Linked DNA regions of Rattus norvegicus: region 1 is linked to region 2. The links are chromatin contacts, called in public Hi-C maps. All regions are on one chromosome and are shown on one strand. Each heading gives the region's core, a stretch centred on a gene start, on an enhancer-like site or on the middle of the called end of the contact. The rest is flanking DNA. Distances are from core to core; before and after follow the strand shown. Region 1 holds the start of Acvr2a (activin A receptor type 2A). Region 2 has its middle 420 kb from the start of Acvr2a.

The links. Hi-C and Micro-C count contacts between places; a contact is called where the count stands out from the background.
Region 1: a Hi-C map of psoas muscle shows a contact between it and region 2, with 1.8 times the contacts expected there. The contact joins the promoter of Acvr2a here to the enhancer-like site in region 2. A contact is called at or near these places in 1 of 12 Hi-C or Micro-C datasets (psoas muscle) and 1 of 1 datasets of contacts at active chromatin or transcription factors (oligodendrocytes).

Annotation. Positions count from the first base shown.
Region 1 is chr3:53,612,831-53,616,234 of GRCr8, forward strand. It overlaps Acvr2a (activin A receptor type 2A), which reads left to right and starts at 1,956. Exons shown (of 11, transcript NM_031571.3): 1 at 1,956-2,024. The coding sequence starts at 1,970.
Region 2 is chr3:53,195,752-53,199,254 of GRCr8, forward strand. No RefSeq gene overlaps it. Among named protein-coding and RNA genes, the nearest start is that of Acvr2a, 420 kb to the right of the region's middle. Within about 2 kb of position 1,805, at least 8 of the 93 cell types and tissues checked have an H3K27ac peak or open chromatin away from gene starts, as enhancers often do.

The DNA of each region.
Region 1 (3,404 bases), core at 706-3,205, 420 kb after region 2:
TAATAGCATCAAATTCAGAGCAGGGCTTGAGAACTGGAAATCTTGGAGAGAGTTTAAAGAGCCACAATGATTATTAACCCTGACAAGTAGTAGAAATAGGCAGATAATTATAGGATGTACTTAATAGACAGAAATATAGAGCAGTTTATAGGAAGAGAAAAAGAAAACATAAATACAAGTGAGTTTGTGGAAAAATGTGGGAATCAGTGTACACTAAAACATTAATTACCCATCCCACAGTTGCTTCCTTTTTTTTATTAAAAAAAAAAAATCTCCAAACACTGTATAGTAGATAGAGGTTATTGTGTTAAGATAAAAAGGTAAACCTCTAGATATTTACGTTTCTACTGAGGAAGCATTCCTGTCAAAACCTTCAGTGCTGGAGTAAAGTGGGAAAAAAAAAGACAATATCTCCCTCTTTATTATGCTGAATTGTGGTAAATGGCAAACGTACTGGCTCTAGCAATCATTCTCTGCACGCTCTAGTTAACTTCTAATATCCCAAATAGCCGAGCTTCTGGAGGTAGGGGTCACATTTTTACATTTTGTATTTGTTTCGGTGCTTAACTGAACACCCGGGAAACAGTTCAACATGGCTTACGGGGTAAAATAGGTCTTACAAGAGGCATAGAATTGATAATACCAACGTCTCTGACTGTCCAATACATTGAAATCTGCAGTTTTCACTTCAAGCTTAATACAGACTTTTCTCGCTAACTAGGAGCAAACCTGTTTGCAACACAATGCTTTGTGTATACAAGGTATGGTGGAAAGGATCCGAACCGCACAACCAGCTAACCGGCGAGGGTGTTCTGACCTGGCGGACAGCCCTTCCTGCCTTTATTTTTTAGCCCAAAGACAAACGCTGGGAGGCCTCCGCGGCGGGGGCGCGGCCGGCTCGCGAGCACCGAGCTCGCTCGGGCAGCAGCGGGTGCGGCTCCCGCCCACTCCGATCAGCTCGGCGCGGCCTCGGCGTCCCCCAGAGGAAAGGCTGGGCGCCGCAGTCGGCCTTGGCATCGCCCATCCCGCTCGGGCGCCGCGGATCTCGCGCCCGGGCGGGCACCGCACTGGGCACTCCAGGGGTCTCGAGACCGTAGCAGGCACCCGCAGGGCCCGCCGTCCCGTCAGCTCGGTCTTGGGTCCCGCAGGCCTCGCAGAGCGCGCTCCAGCCCCGGCCCCGCCCCTCCGGCTCGCCCCGCCTCCCGGGCAATCTCCTCGCGCTCGCCGCCCGGCACGCGCGCTGCGCCCTGCCGCCGCTCCCGCCGCCGCCGCCACCGCCGCCGCGGAGCGTTCTCCGCCGCGCCTGGCTTCCAGCTTCGGGCCGGAACCGGAAGTGTAGGGGGCGGGGCCGGCGGAGGCCAGGAGACCGAAAACGCGGCCGAGCCGGGAGCCGGGAGCCGGAGCCACAGCCTGGACCAGAACTTGGCCGCCTCCTGCGCAGCAGTCTCCGGTGGCCGTCTTCCGTCGCCGCCTCGCACCGCCACCGCCGCAAGCTCGGCTACCGTGGTCCGCGGACTTTGGGTGTCCGGGTTGAAGGTCGGTCCGGACGTCGGAGCAGCTCGGCTCCCGGACCGTCCGGGCGGCTGCGGGCGCCGCCGCCGCCGCCGCCTCGTCGCCTCAGTCAGGCGTTTTGTTCACTGAGACGCGAGAGGCGAGCGGAGCTGACAGTGATTTTGACAGTGATTCCAACCCGCTTTTGTTGTTGTTGGCTTTTCGTTGTTTGGTTTTGTGTGTTGTGCGTGTATGTGGCGGTTTTTCCCCCGTGGTACAATTTTTTAAATTGTTGTGCCTTTTTCCCCCCTTTTTTCGACCCTGTGAACGTTTTTGCTCCCCCCTCCCCCCCGCCTCGGGGCTTCCGAATATGTTTTATGACGGTTGATTTTACACCAGGAGGTTTGTCTCCGAGGAAGACCCAGGGAACTGGATATCTAGCGAGAACTTCCTACGGCTTCTCCGGCGCCTCGGGAAAATGGGAGCTGCTGCAAAGTTGGCGTTCGCCGTCTTTCTTATCTCTTGCTCTTCAGGTAGGTGGAGGAGCCGGCGCGGCGGGGCTGTGGCCGGCTGCTGTCGGCTGGGCAGTTCTGGGGCCGAGGCTTTTCCCGCGCCCAACCCCGCAGCCCTGACAATCTGGAAATCTCCACGAATTCCACTTGTTTTGGGTTGGTTTGGCGAACTGATAGGTTGAGTGCCGTGTTGTTGTGCAAGTGAGAAAGTCATGGTTTGTGGCCATAACACTCGATGACAGCGCTGGTTGGGTTGCTGTGAAGCCGCAAATACCACAAGTGAAAATTTATGTAAAGGTTTGAGACCCAGAAGGAGGTATTCCGAAATGTCATTTAGCCTAAGCTGTTCCAAAACAAGGACCGGTTTTGGTCGTCATCTAATTAGTGCTTCACCGGTGAATATCGAGACATAGATCAAGTGGGCTGGTGTTTAATTTTGACTGTGAGAAACAATGCATCCTATCTGCGATTTAATCTAGGTCTTCTCTCACGTTTTCTCCAACTTCATTGTCCAGTAGTGTTAAAAATAGTTTTAGTTGCCGAGTATTAACCATAACCCAGTGCAGGAGAGGTATGCTGGTGTGTGTTGGTGGTGTGTGTTGGCTTTCACCCACCATTTGTGTGCTCTTTTCAGGCGTAGATTCTGCTTACCTACGGAATACTTCTTTTAAATGCTTTGTACTGACACATTGTTTTCAGTTTAGAACAGGGCATGTGAAATTGTGCTCATGTTAAATGTGCTATTCTTGTGAGATGTTTTTTAGCTCAAGGTTAGGAGAATACTCTGGCCATTTTATATCCGAAAATTATGATTATATGAAGATGTTGTATGGTTGCAACCAGTGGTTGGAAAAACTAGGCTTTTGTACTTGAATTTCTGGAAATGCATACATCTAGCTGAAAGGTGTGCAAACGCACTTAACAGGAGAGTTAGTTCGAGGGATGAAACAGTTTAAAAGTCACAGTGAATACATTCATTATAAAAATTCAGTGGATACTTCCTAGGTTGTGGCAAAGAAGAGGGGTGGGGGACGAATTGACAGGTTTCATGGCTGTGTCGTTCCCTCGTATGTCACAGGGAAATTAGAAGGTGGTAGTCTTTTCTTTGTGTACCTCTCTCTGTTGTGTGTGTGTGTGTCCGTCCATCTTCCCCACCCCACCCCCCTTTTAATAGAATCTTTTGTAATGTATAGAATTTTGCTGAATGGTACATTTCCTTGTGGTTAATAAATGGATAAAGTCTAGTCTTATGTCTGTAGTGGTATTGATCAGTTCCGGGTGGGCTGAATGTGTTGTGAAATGGCGATCATTGCCAGAGATTAACCAAAAGAATCATGTCTGTTTAAATGGAAGAAGGAACATGCTTAAGGCAGGCGGACAGTTCTTTTTGTGCTTGGTTTA
Region 2 (3,503 bases), core at 555-3,054:
TGTGCACGGCCTTAGCTAGCTCATATAAACTGTTTTTAGAGAGTCATTCACCAGGCATAAGAGTTGGCAAATGGCTCTCAGCTTTTCCCTCTTCCTCTTTCCTCCTACTAAACATTGTACTCAGATGGTAAACCCCCATTTGTTTCATCAAATATTTACTTTCTGAGTGTGTTTTAATGGTCAGCCTCTGCACTAGGTGTTGGGGAAACAGGACAAATGAGATTCAGTCCTTTCATCAAGGATACTCCCTCCTGGGTACTGAGAGGAAAGACAGACAGGAAAGCAATGGCTATGGTTGAGATACAGTGGCCAAAGCCTTTTGCCCAGGTCATAGGGAATCTACTTGTACCAGCTTCTGTTTTATTGATTCATTACAAACAAGAATTGTGTGAAGAATGGAGACCAGACGGACTATGCCAATATAAGGATGACATTTAGTTTAAAATCTGGCTCAGCCACCCATTAGAAAACCCTAAAAGAAGCCTCCTACATTGTCAATAGAGCCTCAAGGTGAGGACCTAGCTGGTCTGGGCTAGTGGTTACAAACAGTAGCACCGTTTGCCAGGGGTTATCCAGAGGATGAAGTAGAAGAACATTTGGGGTGACTGACATACATGGTCATGATCCCTGCGTTTCTAAGAAATCCTGATTTGCAAAACCTAGTAACAGTCCATGAAACAGTTGTCCCTTGTAACATACAACTTGTTTTTATTTTGTTTACTTCCACCCATCAGATGTGAGATGCAGAGAACTGGAAACTCTCGTGGAAATGGACTCATGCCATGCAATAGAGCTGGATTTATTACCATTGACAGTTGCTCTCTAGGGGGTCAGAATTGGAACCACTGGAGTATTCCAGGTCAGGAGACTGCCACGTTAATAGACTTTCTGTGGAGGTCTCCCTGAGCAGCAAAGGTTTAAACCTGCCTCCTGTCATATTTCATTGTGACAGAGAGCCCTACTCTCTCCCAAGGGAAGGAGCTCCCACATAAAATAAATGTCCTCCATATAGTGCCACCTTAATGACTATATACCATCAATTGCAAGACAATGAAAAATGATTATTGAGCCATGCACAGCCCACCCTAGCATTTTCTTAGCGTTTTTAATTATACAGCACACAAGAAAAAGTAGAATTTTTTTCTTTTGTTTTACCTGTATGAAAGATAATCTTATCAGGATTTTCATAAAAGAGTAATACTATAGTCAAAAGATTATTCAATGCCCCTCCAGGCTCTTTTCAGAATTCAGGGTGTCAGCACATATTTTTAAAACCAAAAATTAAAAAAAAAAGAAAAAGAATAAAAGAAAGAGAGAAAATAAGAACCCTGCATAACTTAACCCAGGTGCTAACTTAACAGAAGCTGAGAGAAAGATTGAGTCAGGAGAATGTTTCCCCAGAATGTAACTTAGCCTTTCACCCAAACTTTCCAAGCTCTCGTCAATGCACAGGATCTGGTGTTGACGTTAACATCATCTGACAGCGTGTAACTCAACCCTAAGCAGTTAAACATAAGCTACAAGTGTCTATTTTTACACACTTGCAGCACTTTCCCCAGGAGCCTAGCCTCCTTTCAGCAACTTCTCTGCATTCTGAGAGCCATCCCCTGCTATGGGTGCTCCATTCTCCTGTTGGACGCCTTCAGAAAATTTCCTTCCAGTTCCTAATTACCTCAAGCAGCTGCCTAACCCAGCTTCCAGGCTCGAACCTCTGAGCCCTTTGAACACTCAGCATCATCACCGACTGGATGTGGAGAGAGCCGCTGTGCCTGTCGGGAAAATGATAGTACTGTTATTCACTAGCCTCATGGGAAATGAGGCTGCCAGGCCACTGTACACAGTCCTTTCCTGGGAGTGGAGAACAGCGGTCTAGAGGATGAGCCATTAGGCACAGAAAAAGGGAAGTGGCTTTGTTCTGTGTTCTATTCTTGGCAGGAGTTACATCATTTGTTGAAGAGCCATCATCAACAGATCTGTATATACAATGTTGCAGCATATTATGAGCTAAAAACAGTCATGGCCAATAGCACTGACACTAACAACACAGTCTTAGCATAACTGTAAGTCAAGGCAATACAAACACAATGCCCAGCTCCAAATTAAAGCTTCCTTATTTCAGGAAATATCCCAGTTACAAATTTCCTCAAAAAAAATGTTTTTTGTACTCATTGGTTCTTTGGTTTGTCTAGAAGAATATACCTATGGAATACTATAAACCTATGTGCTGATATAAGTGGGTGGAGTTTTCACTCTGACATCATTGGCTCATAAGATACTTAGCTTGCCCACGTTGTGCAGAATGAAAGAGACCATCAATGAAATTTGTCTGATTTCCAGAAAAAAAATGAAGAGTCTGCTAAAAACAAGAGGCAAAGGAAAAAACAAAAAAAGAAATCATTCGAGGGGGGAGGGGAAAAGAGTCTTATAGGACTGACCTTCATCCTAAAAGTTTAACTTGGTTCATGGTAAAGTTTATAGCAAATTGTTACTCAGTTTGAGACGCAGTTTCAAGCTTCTTTGCAACCATTTCATCCTTTCTATTCACTCACAATGTTTTTTTTTTTTTTAATCTAGTTTCGGTAGAAAGCTTTACACGAATGAGATTCTTTAATGAGAATAAACATTTGAAAATGGCTTTCTCTGATTGAAATCACAAGTAATCATTTCTCCCTTAACTTCCCTATTAATACCTTCCTACATTGAGTTCCCCTCACATTCTGTTCATTTACTTGGTAGTTTAGGAATGAGTTCCTCTTTCTGGAGTTTTCCAGGTCTTATTAAAATTTGCCTCGCCGTGCAACTATCCATGTATCACAGAACTGACAGATGTCCTTCAAAAAGGTCATCACATCTTTTATCCCCCAAAGCATGCCTTCTGCTTGAATTTTAGATGATTTTTTATGAAAAAGAATTTTCAGAAGTGTGCTGACTTCTGGTATAATGGTGAGGTGGGGAGAGACGAATTTATTGCTGTAAAATCTGAGTTGAGGCCTCTGTTCAAAGTATGTCACTTCAATCTTCCTGAGATTCAGGGTTTGCATCATGAAATCAACAACTTTCCAGAACTCAGATCTGTCACCCTTCCTACAGCCTTTCCTTACGATTCCCTACTAGGGTGCTACACCGTGTCTAGAGAAGAGAAAGAAGAGATAGAAGAGATGAGACTCCAGTCAAACACTAAGAACATTCCATTGAATCAACTTTTCCCATAATCATTTTCACCAAGATGGTGGAATGGTCCAGAAGAAAGTACTACGGGCCCATTCACTTGTCTATTTTTTTTTTCTGAACAGAATCCTGCTACATATATACCCCAAACTTGCTTCAAGTTCTAGATCTATCTGCCTGAACCTCCCAAGTGCTGGGACTGCAGGTTTCTACAACTAAGCTCTGGTTAAGGGAAACTGGACTCTAAACATTGTTAATATACAAAATATTTGAACTAAGAATCCTATCTTTGTTTTCATAAGGCCCCTGACAATGAAAGAATGGGTTCGGACACA